Regions from separate parts of the Mus musculus genome. Here region 2 is linked to region 1. A link is a contact called in public HiChIP or PLAC-seq data. All regions are on one chromosome and are shown on one strand. The core of a region is the stretch at or near the end of the contact, and the rest is flanking DNA. Distances in the headings are between cores, read along the strand shown. Region 1 overlaps D430001F17Rik (a long non-coding RNA gene). Region 2 overlaps Mrps6 (mitochondrial ribosomal protein S6).

Evidence for each region. HiChIP or PLAC-seq counts read pairs in DNA pulled down with a chosen protein or histone mark.
Region 2: an H3K4me3 HiChIP or PLAC-seq map of bone marrow-derived macrophages shows a contact between it and region 1, with 2.3 times the contacts expected there. The contact joins two enhancer-like sites. A contact is called at or near these places in 2 of 484 Hi-C or Micro-C datasets (CD4 T cells and nephron progenitors), 5 of 115 datasets of contacts at active chromatin or transcription factors (bone marrow-derived macrophages, embryonic stem cells and extraembryonic endoderm stem cells) and 1 of 9 other capture datasets (adipose tissue).

Annotation. Positions count from the first base shown.
Region 1 is chr16:91,958,590-91,963,598 of GRCm38.p6, reverse strand. D430001F17Rik (a long non-coding RNA gene) reads right to left here. Exons shown (of 4, transcript XR_876250.1): 2 at 2,364-2,458; 3 at 1,940-2,033; 4 at 1-1,713. Among named protein-coding and RNA genes, the nearest start is that of D430001F17Rik, 7.1 kb to the right of the region's middle. Within about 2 kb of position 1,273, at least 198 of the 459 cell types and tissues checked have an H3K27ac peak or open chromatin away from gene starts, as enhancers often do. A contact at or near this core is called in bone marrow-derived macrophages, where this site is marked.
Region 2 is chr16:92,088,052-92,093,290 of GRCm38.p6, reverse strand. The region is part of intron 1 of Mrps6 (mitochondrial ribosomal protein S6); the gene reads right to left. Among named protein-coding and RNA genes, the nearest start is that of Mrps6, 32 kb to the right of the region's middle. Within about 2 kb of position 3,775, at least 10 of the 459 cell types and tissues checked have an H3K27ac peak or open chromatin away from gene starts, as enhancers often do. A contact at or near this core is called in bone marrow-derived macrophages, where this site is marked.

The DNA.
Region 1 (5,009 bases), core at 24-2,523:
ATAACCATGGGGCCCTCTCACCTCTAGAAATACACTTCCTCCTGTCTACACATCCCGACATACAAACAATAACTCCATCACCAGGAGACCACAGCACAAAGAGAAAGGGGGAAGGGACAGAGGGAGGAGAGAGAGAGAGAGAGAGAGAGAGAGAGAGAGAGAGAGCAAGGCGTAAATAAGATGTGTGTGGGCAGACAGGAAAAATGATTGAACGGCAGAAGACATGAGGATGCATTTGACACAATGGCTTTTACATCACACCTACACACACGGCTAATATAAAGTACGTTCACAAACAGGTCTGTATCTGCGACGACGACGACGTCACACATTCTGTCTTGCGACTAGAAACAGTATTTGCACTTTGTACCCTGCACTGAATTATTTTATACACAAGATCACCTGGCACAGCTCCTGTCCCCAAGATGCAAATTAACATTTTCACAAGGGGTGGGGAGGCTGGGGGAGAGGGTGGGGGTGGGGGACCAATGTGCTCTGCTGGCCACACTGATATTACTGGGCATGATGGATGCTGCCAGTGCTGTTGCCTAGCAACCCAAGACCCTTCCAGACAACCCAGCAGCCTCGCTAGTGCGCAGTGGCAAACAGGGCTGGTTCAACATGGCACTGGGCACAGAAAGATAATAACGTGGGGGTGGGTTTTGGGGTTTTTTTTGTTTTTTGGTTTTTTTTTTTGTTTTATATTTTTGGTAATCATTCTTGATGATTTCCTGAGGAGATCAACATATCTAAGAGCAGCCTGAGTCCTACATGAAATGAGAGCTGGAAAAATCCCAGGGTTTTTGAATTACCTCCTACTCTGCTCGGGAGAGTTGTGGAATTTTACTGGCTGGTCTCCTGACAATCTCCCCACCGCTGGCCCTCGCCGCTACAGTCTCAGAGTGACTCACCAGCATACCCTCAGAGCTGTTTGTCAGCCTTGTCATGAGTCACGGTTTTTTCAGCTTTTTTTTTCCTCAAACTGAAACACTTGACATTTTAGAATGGGTTTGGGGAAGGTTCTTTTAAAAAAAAAAAATAAAAATAAAAAAAAATAAAAGAAAGAAAGAAAAGAAAATGTAAGCCACTCTCTGGCTTTGTGTGCAAGTGTGGGGGTACGTGGGAAGGGGTGAATAATGACTGCCTGTGCAGGTAAACAGGGACACGTGACCAGCAGCCAGCAGAGCGAAGGCAGCTGGGGGTGAGGGACGGACATTCCCCTAGGCTGCATCTTAGCAGGACACAGGTTGGCCAGCATCCACCCACTTCCAATCCATTCCATCAGAGTGACAGAGTGCTCCCCTCACCTCCCAACAGAGAAATCAGCCCTCCTTCTATGCTCCATAACAGAACCACACAAAGCTCTATGGGAAAAAAAAAAAAAACATCCCACAGGGAAAATTAAGGAACAAAGAAAACTGGAATCTAAGATTAAAAACCGAGAGCCAGAATTGCTGCCGAGAGATTGGGTCCCATTGGACAGAGGTGGGCTGGTCTCTGGGCCTGGATTCTAATCCTGGCATTAAGTATGGGAAGGTAAGAAACTTCTGCCCATTTGAAGGGCCAGCCAGGTGTCTCATTCTGTCTGTCCATTAGCAAGCTGTCTGGCTTGCTATTCCCCATTGAGGGCTCCTCAGACTCAGGTACCTTTTAGCTCTCTCGGGAGCCTTGAACCACATCAGATATGTCATCAGCTCAGTGCACGCTGTATGTCTGTAAGGAGACACAGTTACAAGAAAGAATTAACTAACTAAATCCAATTAACCTCTCAGAACCCCTATTAGTTCCTGTATTTAACAGGATGAATTCAGTATGCCCCGTCAGCCCCACAGAAAAATAATGAAATCTAGGAGTCAACGAGACTGAATGCATTTCTAAGCGTTATGCAATGTTTTCACATTATAAAAAACATTATTGGAAAAGAAAAGGAAATAGTTACCGGAAATGCAGCAAAAGCCGGGGATCGGGGATCAGGGATCAGGCTAACTCCATGCCTGGTGGAGAGTCAGGAACAGGCTCATGACAAGAGTCTCCTTTTCAAGTTTGGAGTGAGAATCAAAAGTCCACATTATTTGCATCGTTGAGCAACGGCATTGAAGATTCAATGTTTAAACCACAAATGCTTTTGTGTTACAGCAACTTAGTAATTTTATTACCTCGCATGCTTTAATTAAATGTATTAAATCCATTCCCTGAACATAAAAGTCCTAGGGATAGATATAAGACAGGTAACTGTTTTTCTTTTTTTATTATTATTATGGAAATATTCAAACATGCACAAAAACTAGAGGAGATGGCCTTAATAAACCTCTCAATGTTTATCTACTTTTATTTCCTGTGGATGCGATTAAAAAAAAAAATACCTTACTAAGAGAAGGGTTTACTTAGCTCACAATCCCAGGTTGCAGTCTATCACTTCAGGGAAGTCAAGGCAGGAGCCTGAAGCAGCTGGTTACGCCTACAGTCAAGAGCAGAGAGAACGGGGAGTCGGGGCCTGCATGGGAGCGCCCAGCTGGGTCTCTCTGTTCTCACACAGTTCAGGATCCCTGCCAAGGGAATAGTGATGCTCACAGTAGGCAGGGCTTCCCATCTAACCTGAACATCCTTCATAGACATGTGCACAAGCCAGGTTCAGCTAGACACCCCCTCATTGAGATAATTATATGGTGTATCCAGCTGTCAACACTGACCACCACAATGCTCATCACACTGCGTCTAGCATCATTACCAATCGCCAGTCTTATTTCATCTACTCCAGGTACCACATCGTGTTGTTTCAGATTTTAAAAAAAATTTTTTTATTAAAAATGTATTTATTAGGTACCCAGTGTTCTGCCTGCATATATGCCTCCATGCCAGGAGAGGGCGCCAGATCTCATTATAGATGGTTGTGAGCCACCATGTGGTTGCTGGGAATTGAACTCAGGGCCTCTGGAAGAGCAGTCAGTGCTCTTAACCACTGAGCCATCTCTCCAGCTCCCTATTTTCTTTTATTATAACTATACAACGGTGTGAGTGTAAACTCATGTTCAGTTTGTTTTATTTGTAGAGTAATGGTGTTCTGTCTGTAAGAATGTCTATGCATCATGTTGCATGCATGCAGTGTTTGTAGAGACCAGAGCATCATCAGATCCCCTGGCACAGTTTCAGATGGTTGTGAGCTGCCATGTGGTGCTGGGAATTAAACCCAGGTCCTCTGAAAAAGCAGTCAGTGGTCTTAACCACTGAAGCCACCCCTCCATCTTCTCATGTTAAAACTCGATCCCACTGTGGTGGTATTAGGAAATGGGGTCCTTTGAGGTGGTTAGATTATTAAAAGTGAGCAATCCATCCTCACAGGACTGGATGGATTCTCTAGGCAATGTGTGAACCTTCATTTCTGAAGGACAGGGTGGGTTGTCCTGAGCTGATGGACCTCTGAACCGATGCTGTGCCCTCTTGGTCTTCTGCATTCTGTGTGAGGTTCACAAGCACTTGATACTCCCCAGAAGCAACTGAGGACCTTGCAGGCTCCAGAACGGTGAACCAAAAAAGTCTTCTCTTTATGAATAGTCTAGTCTACAGTATCCTGTTATAGCAACAGAAAATGGATAAAAGCCAAGTTTAAAATACAAACCCCTGTTTCCAAATGTATGGTACATTTAACTACACTTAAATTGAACTTGGAACCTTGGATAAGCCCAGCCCTGTACAACTGAGCTATACACACACCACCACCACCACCACCACCACCATCACCACCACCACCAACAACAACAACAGCACCCTTTATTTCTGCTTTTTCTTTTGCGACAAGGTCTCCATAAGTTGTCCCAGCTAAAATTCAGTTTGTAGCCCTGGCAGGCCTTGAACCTGCAATCCTCTGCCTTTATCTGCTTTCGTGTGCCAGGAGAGGGCACTGGATTCTTTGGAGTTACAGAGGGTTGTGAGCCCCATATGGGTGATGGGCACCAAAGGAGGGTCCTCTGGAAGAGCAGTCAGTGCTCTTAACTGATCAACCATCTCTCCAGCCCCCACCCCATAATATATATTACTCAGAGGTGACATGGTTAACATAAACCATTTCTATGTCTTATTTCTATTATTTTTTAAATCAATGATTATTGAAAATGAAATAGAATTAATTTAAGAATTTTTTAGAACCTGTTTTGATAGGAAATCATTATCAAAATCTATGTATCAGCATACTTATTATCTGAGGTACTCATACATTCTTTTTCAATTTTATTTACTCTCACTTATTCGCTTTATATCCCACTCACTGCCCCTTCCTCATCACGCCCCCCTACAACCTCCCCCCATCCCCCTCCCCTTCTGAGAGGGTGGTGGCCCCCCTGACATCCCCCTACCTTGACACATCAAGTCTTTGCAGGGCTAAGAGCATCTTCTTCCACTGAGGCCAGACAAGGCAGCCCAGCCAGAAGACCACATCCCACGGACAGACAGGCAGCAGCTTTGGGGGTAACCCCGCTCCAGTTGTTCAGGACCCACATGAAGACCATGCTACGCATCTGCGAAATATGTGCAGGGAGGCCCAGGTCCAGCCTGTGTATGCTCTTTGGTTTCTCATACCTTTATAAAACTCACTAAAATGCTACCGTTAGGTCTATTAAATGTTTCGTTAAAACCTTAGAGTGCTACTTGTTTATATAAGCCAACATTTATTGAAGTGAACATTAAAAAAAATTAAACTCTTAAAAATAATCCAGGATATCTGAAAATTGATTACTGACCAGATGTTTGATGATACTAAGATTTTGTCATTGTGCTGAGCCTGGCGGTGGGGGCACTGAGTAATGTATATTATTGGGGGGCTGGAGAAATGGTTCAGCAGTTAAGAGCACTGACTGCTCTTCCAGAGGAGCCTCCTTTGGTACCCAGCACCCACATGGCAACGCACAACCCTCTGTAACTCCGAAGGATCCAGTGCCCTCTTCTGGCCTCCACAAGCACCAGTCATGAAAGTGGTGCACAGACATTCAAGCAGACAAAGCACATATACACATAAA
Region 2 (5,239 bases), core at 2,526-5,025, 130 kb before region 1:
GGATAGAAGACGACAGGCAGGCGTCCTGGTTACTATGGCAGCAATAAGTGAGATGCCACAGCTCCGACATAGGCGGTGAGAGCGGGGTCCATGGAGACTGCTGAGGAGCGGGCTTGTTGACTGCAGTCTCTGTGCACTACTTAGTCCCCACCTTCACTGCCTATTTCAACCTGTTCACACATAACGGACTGGACTGAGTGCCAGAGGTGCAATGGAAGGTTTGAAGCAACTAAGAATTTTGACAGCAAAGACGAAGGTTCATAAGGAAATTCTGTTAGGGTCTGTGCATCTTCTAAATGTCAGATGTTTAGATGTTCTAAATGGCAATGTTTTAAAAAAATTATCAATGAGATGACTTATTAAGAAGTGTTCTTCACTTTTTTTCTTTTTAAACTGAGACTACAAAATCAGAAACAGGCTTTGGTGCAGAACTCAGGCTGAAAGACTTTGAGTTCAAGACCACTCTGTCTTGCTGAGCAACAGCACACAAGAGCCCATCAACTAGACTGCGGCCGAGGTGCTGAAGCTTAAGTGATGGAACAAAGGTCTTAGTTTATCTTCTACCATAAAAAGCAGGGCAGACACACAAAGGTCATAAAAGCACCTGCTTTGAAAAACAAAAATTTTAGGAAAAAAAAAAGTTGTGCCTTGAGATTTTGCTATTTGAGAGGAGTGATTCTTTCCTCAGTAAGCCTGTGAGCACTCTACTCGTGCACCTTCATTCATTTGGAAGTTCCGTCTTCTAAACCAAACCTCTTCAAGTCTGCATCTCACCCTCACATCCCTGGAGATGAGCAGAAGCTGGTACACAGCATGGGCTCAACACACATCTGAGGAATGCATAAGTCAAAGAGCCAAGAAGTGAAAAATGCTCACTATCTGATCCAACTGGAAAGGAGACACGAAATAACAAAGAAAATCTTGCTGCAAAGAAACGCATGCTAATTTCTGAAAGGAAAAAGAGCACAGTGAAACAAATGCACATCCTTACTCAACCAGAACCAGAGATAAAGAATCAGCCAGGCGGAGCCAGGACGGCAGAGGGCGGTCAGCCAGCCACTGTGCTTTAGATTTCCAGAGCATCCTGGGATGGGATAAAACAACAAACCTTCTTAGATGCTCAGATCCTAAAGCATGCAGGGAAATAAGCGCTACAACAATTCAAAGACTGAAAACCTATGAAAACGGAATTAGCAAACCCTAAGTTTTGCAAACCTTTTGGCACAGCTATAGGGAGCCTGGCACAGTGTAACAGTGAGACTCCCACTGGACTGGAGGGAACAAGAGCAGCAGTCTCCACTTGTTGCACATACTGTTCTCTGTGGTGTGTATGTATGCATCACCTATGTCCATGTGTACAGGTACATGTACACACTCATGTGTCCACATGTGCAGAGACACACACATGTTGCTTCCTCTTCATTACTGCCAGCTAACATCAACAGTGTCAGATCTGGAGTAGAAAAGCCAAGTGGGAGACTTGTGGAGACCTAGCCACAGCTGCCTAGCTCTCTAGAACATACAAGAATGAAGATGGTAAAGCATTTTCACAGGGTTCTTGGCCATGTCTTCAATCCCAGAACTCAGGCTGAAAGACTTTGAGTTCAAGGCCATTCTGTCCTACTCCACAGGCCCTGACTTCAAAAAACAAAAACAAGAACTAAGATGACAACGGATATGAAATTTGTGCCCTGAGCTGTGCTAAGGAAAAATATATCTCTCAAGTTGCATGTGAGAAACACAGTCCTTGAATTTTATGTTAAAGATATTTGGAATAGGGCCAATAGGAGATAACTGATACTCTCTTGGTTAGAGGTTTACATAGGAGCGGCTCTGTCATACTCTGACTTCGTTACTGTCCTGTTGATGTTATAACTCAACAATGTCCTCAACATGCTGGACTGGGAGAGGACAGTGAGGGATGCTAGCACCATGTTCTTGACCTTTCCAGGTACCACATCTATGGCTCAAAGGAACTTCTATTCTTCACAAATTATTTCTCTGTTACTTTGTTATAGCAGCAGAAGACAAATGAAGACCATGTTCCAGAGAATAGAGTACATCATACCACATTTTAAAACGTGCGAGTACATTTATTTCAGTAAAGGATGGAAAAAATAACATTTCAGACAGAACTTTGAGTGAAAACCTGAGCAATGGGATCTTTAGACTAAACTCCCTAAAACAAGGACTTTCTGGGAGTGAAATGAACATTATTAGGGCAGGGGGACTGACGGTGTTCTACTACTAATGGATGGATGGGTGGGTGGACGGACAGACGGATGGATGGGTGGATGTGTCTGCTTCCCAATGAAAGTCAATTATTTTAAAAAATACATTTGAGGGGCTGGAGAGATGGCTCAGCAGTTAAGAACACTGACTGCTCTTCCAGAGGTCCTGAGTTCAATTCCCAGCAACCACATGGTGGCTCACAATCAACTGTAATGAGATCTGATGCCCTCTTCTGGTGTGTCTGAAGACAACAACAGTGTACTCATATACATACAATAAATATTTTTTTTAAAAAATGCATTTGAAATCCCCAAATCCATATTCCTAGCAGTTTTAAAGCCATTTGCAGACATCCACATATGCAAAGTGGTAAAAAATAAGGGTCACTCACCTGCTGCACACATTCCCATGCCCCACACTCTGTGGGCTCCTTCCATAGACAAGTGTCCACCTTGCAGTCTACTTAGTGCCACATTTATGTGGGGCTCTTTGTTGCTGCCTGCTTTTTGTACATGTATGGTTTCATAGATGGTATTACTGTTTAAAAAAACAAAAGGAACCTAAGTATGATAATGACATAGTGTGCAGGCAACAATGAGGCTCCAGAAACATATGGGAGTTGTGATGCTGTTGGCCTCTAACTGAGTCCTAGCACACTGCTATATACTAAATGTGGTGCCTTAAGCAGAAACAAGTAAAATAAAAGACTATCGGTTGACAAAAATGGGATCACGGGAACCTGGCCAAGGGGAAATTAGTATTTACCAACAATTTGTAGGATCTAGTGAAAAACGGTACTCACTCACCATACTACATCTCTGCAGTTTTGTGTACTAAGTAGGTCAAGTATCATAATAAAATGGTTTGATAGGTAGGACCTTTGAAACATCAAGTCTTCATAGTCCTATATAAGTAGAATTGTAAACGCCCGCTATGCTATTGGTGGCCAACATTCTTTCAGGGAAGAATTCTTTCAGGGCAACAGCTCTAAAATTTCAACCTTCAAAGGCTTACATACAAGAGCAGACCCCAAGACACACCAGGAAGTTGGAAGAATCAATGCTAGCTAGTATCCAGTCTCTAGAAAACCCACTAGCGCTTCTAAGAGGAGGACTTTTTCAGCTTTATTGAAGCATGCATGACAAGACACACACACAAACACATGTGTGCATGTGCACACAAACACACAAAGTATACAACATAATACACTGATACACATTCTAGGGTAAAGTCCTGAAAAACTGGAGAGGAAAGAAACAGCCATGGGAAGAGCTGGAAAACTACAGGAAGGAGGATCAGCCTCTGAAACTTGCGGGTGGATGCCAAGGTGCACGTGCAGGACTTGTTAGAGGTAGGAGGTACAAGCACTGCTCCAAGTAGGGTGCCACACCAAAATGGCTAAGAACCAAAACCCCGTGTTCTCAGAATGGTGGCTCACCACGTTCCTCTTCCCTGGGGGCCTGCTGAGGACAGAGCTAAGAACCTCACACTACAGTAGTTCTCTGAGCTACATCTCCAGCCACACCCTTCAGTTCAAAACTTTCTGCAGTCAATCTGTTTTTTTCTAAAAATGTTGCAGAATTTTCCCCTGAGGAGGAGGCCACTGTGGCCAAATACTGAAGCTGAGAAACGCCTTCCATGAAAGACCAACAGGAACAGAAAAAAAGCTGTCTTGGAGGAAGTGACCCAGAAGGGAAAGCTCTGTCGGGGGCTCCAGCAGACCCAGGAAATAAAAAGAAGGGCTGTCACAAGATGAGGCACAAAGTGCTCATAAAGCCAAGCTTGACACAAGTTACTTAAGCTTGTTTGTCCACAGAATTAGCTGGAGATACAGTGTACAAACTCCTCTGAGCAGAGGAAAGACAGAAAATAATGTAGCAACCTAAGCAAGCACAGGAAGGGCCAAAGAGAGCAGCTGCCCCACCCCCAGGGCTATGTTGCCACACTCAAAGAGCCCACCTGGGGCCAGAGACTTTCAGCAAAGCTTTTAATTATAAAGTTTTGGAACATGAGACATATAAGTCAGGAAAATATCCTATTAGGCTTTCAAATTTCCACTATTTTCTAGCTTCTAGTTTTCCAACTTAGAATTCCATATTCATTAAATATGCCATTAAAAAAGCCTTCTAACTTTACAGAGGTTATGTAACAAGAGGGTTAATATTACCAATCATTGGAGTTCAAATTCCCAGAACCTATGTAAAAGCTGGGCAGGCACTGTGGCCATCTACAATCCCAACATTGGACTGGAAGCAGAGACAGGAGATCCCAAGGACAAAATGGCTAACTACAGTTAGCAAGCTCAAACAATTGAGGAAGATACTGAATGTCAACTTTACACACACACACACACACACACACACAGAAAGAGACAGAGACAGACAGAGACAGAGAGAACCATACACACATAGATACATTTAACAGAATTGAAGCCAGTAGATGTAGGTGATGCCCTCTAAATCATAAGATGAGATGCGCCATTCTCCTACAGCAATGAGGGAGCATATGCAGACCATTTTCTACCAAATACTTGATGCAACTGGGATAGAGAAAGAACACAATGGACCTAGTACACTCTGGTATCCTAGAAATAGGTACTTCAAACACTGACAGAACCATGTCAAAAGAACACAAAAACTTTCCTGAAGGTCCCACTAGCTAAATCTGGAAACACATGAACAACAACAACTGTAGCCTATGAGTTATTGGATAAACTAACTCTGAGTATACACTGATGAGGAAGATAACCATTTTGTACTGTTAGTTACAACTTAAACAAAAATTTTAAGTAGATGCTCAAAACAATGTGCTCTGTTTGATGGAGAATAGTAAGCGCTTTCATGGCCTTAAATTACCTCACAAATTATCAGAAGAAAAAATAACTTGAGTGTAGAGATATAAAGATACTACCTTGACCAAGTATCAAGATTAATTTCAACCATAATGGGATAACAACAACAGACTACTAGTGTAAGTTCTGAGAACATACTACCATTATATTGTATTC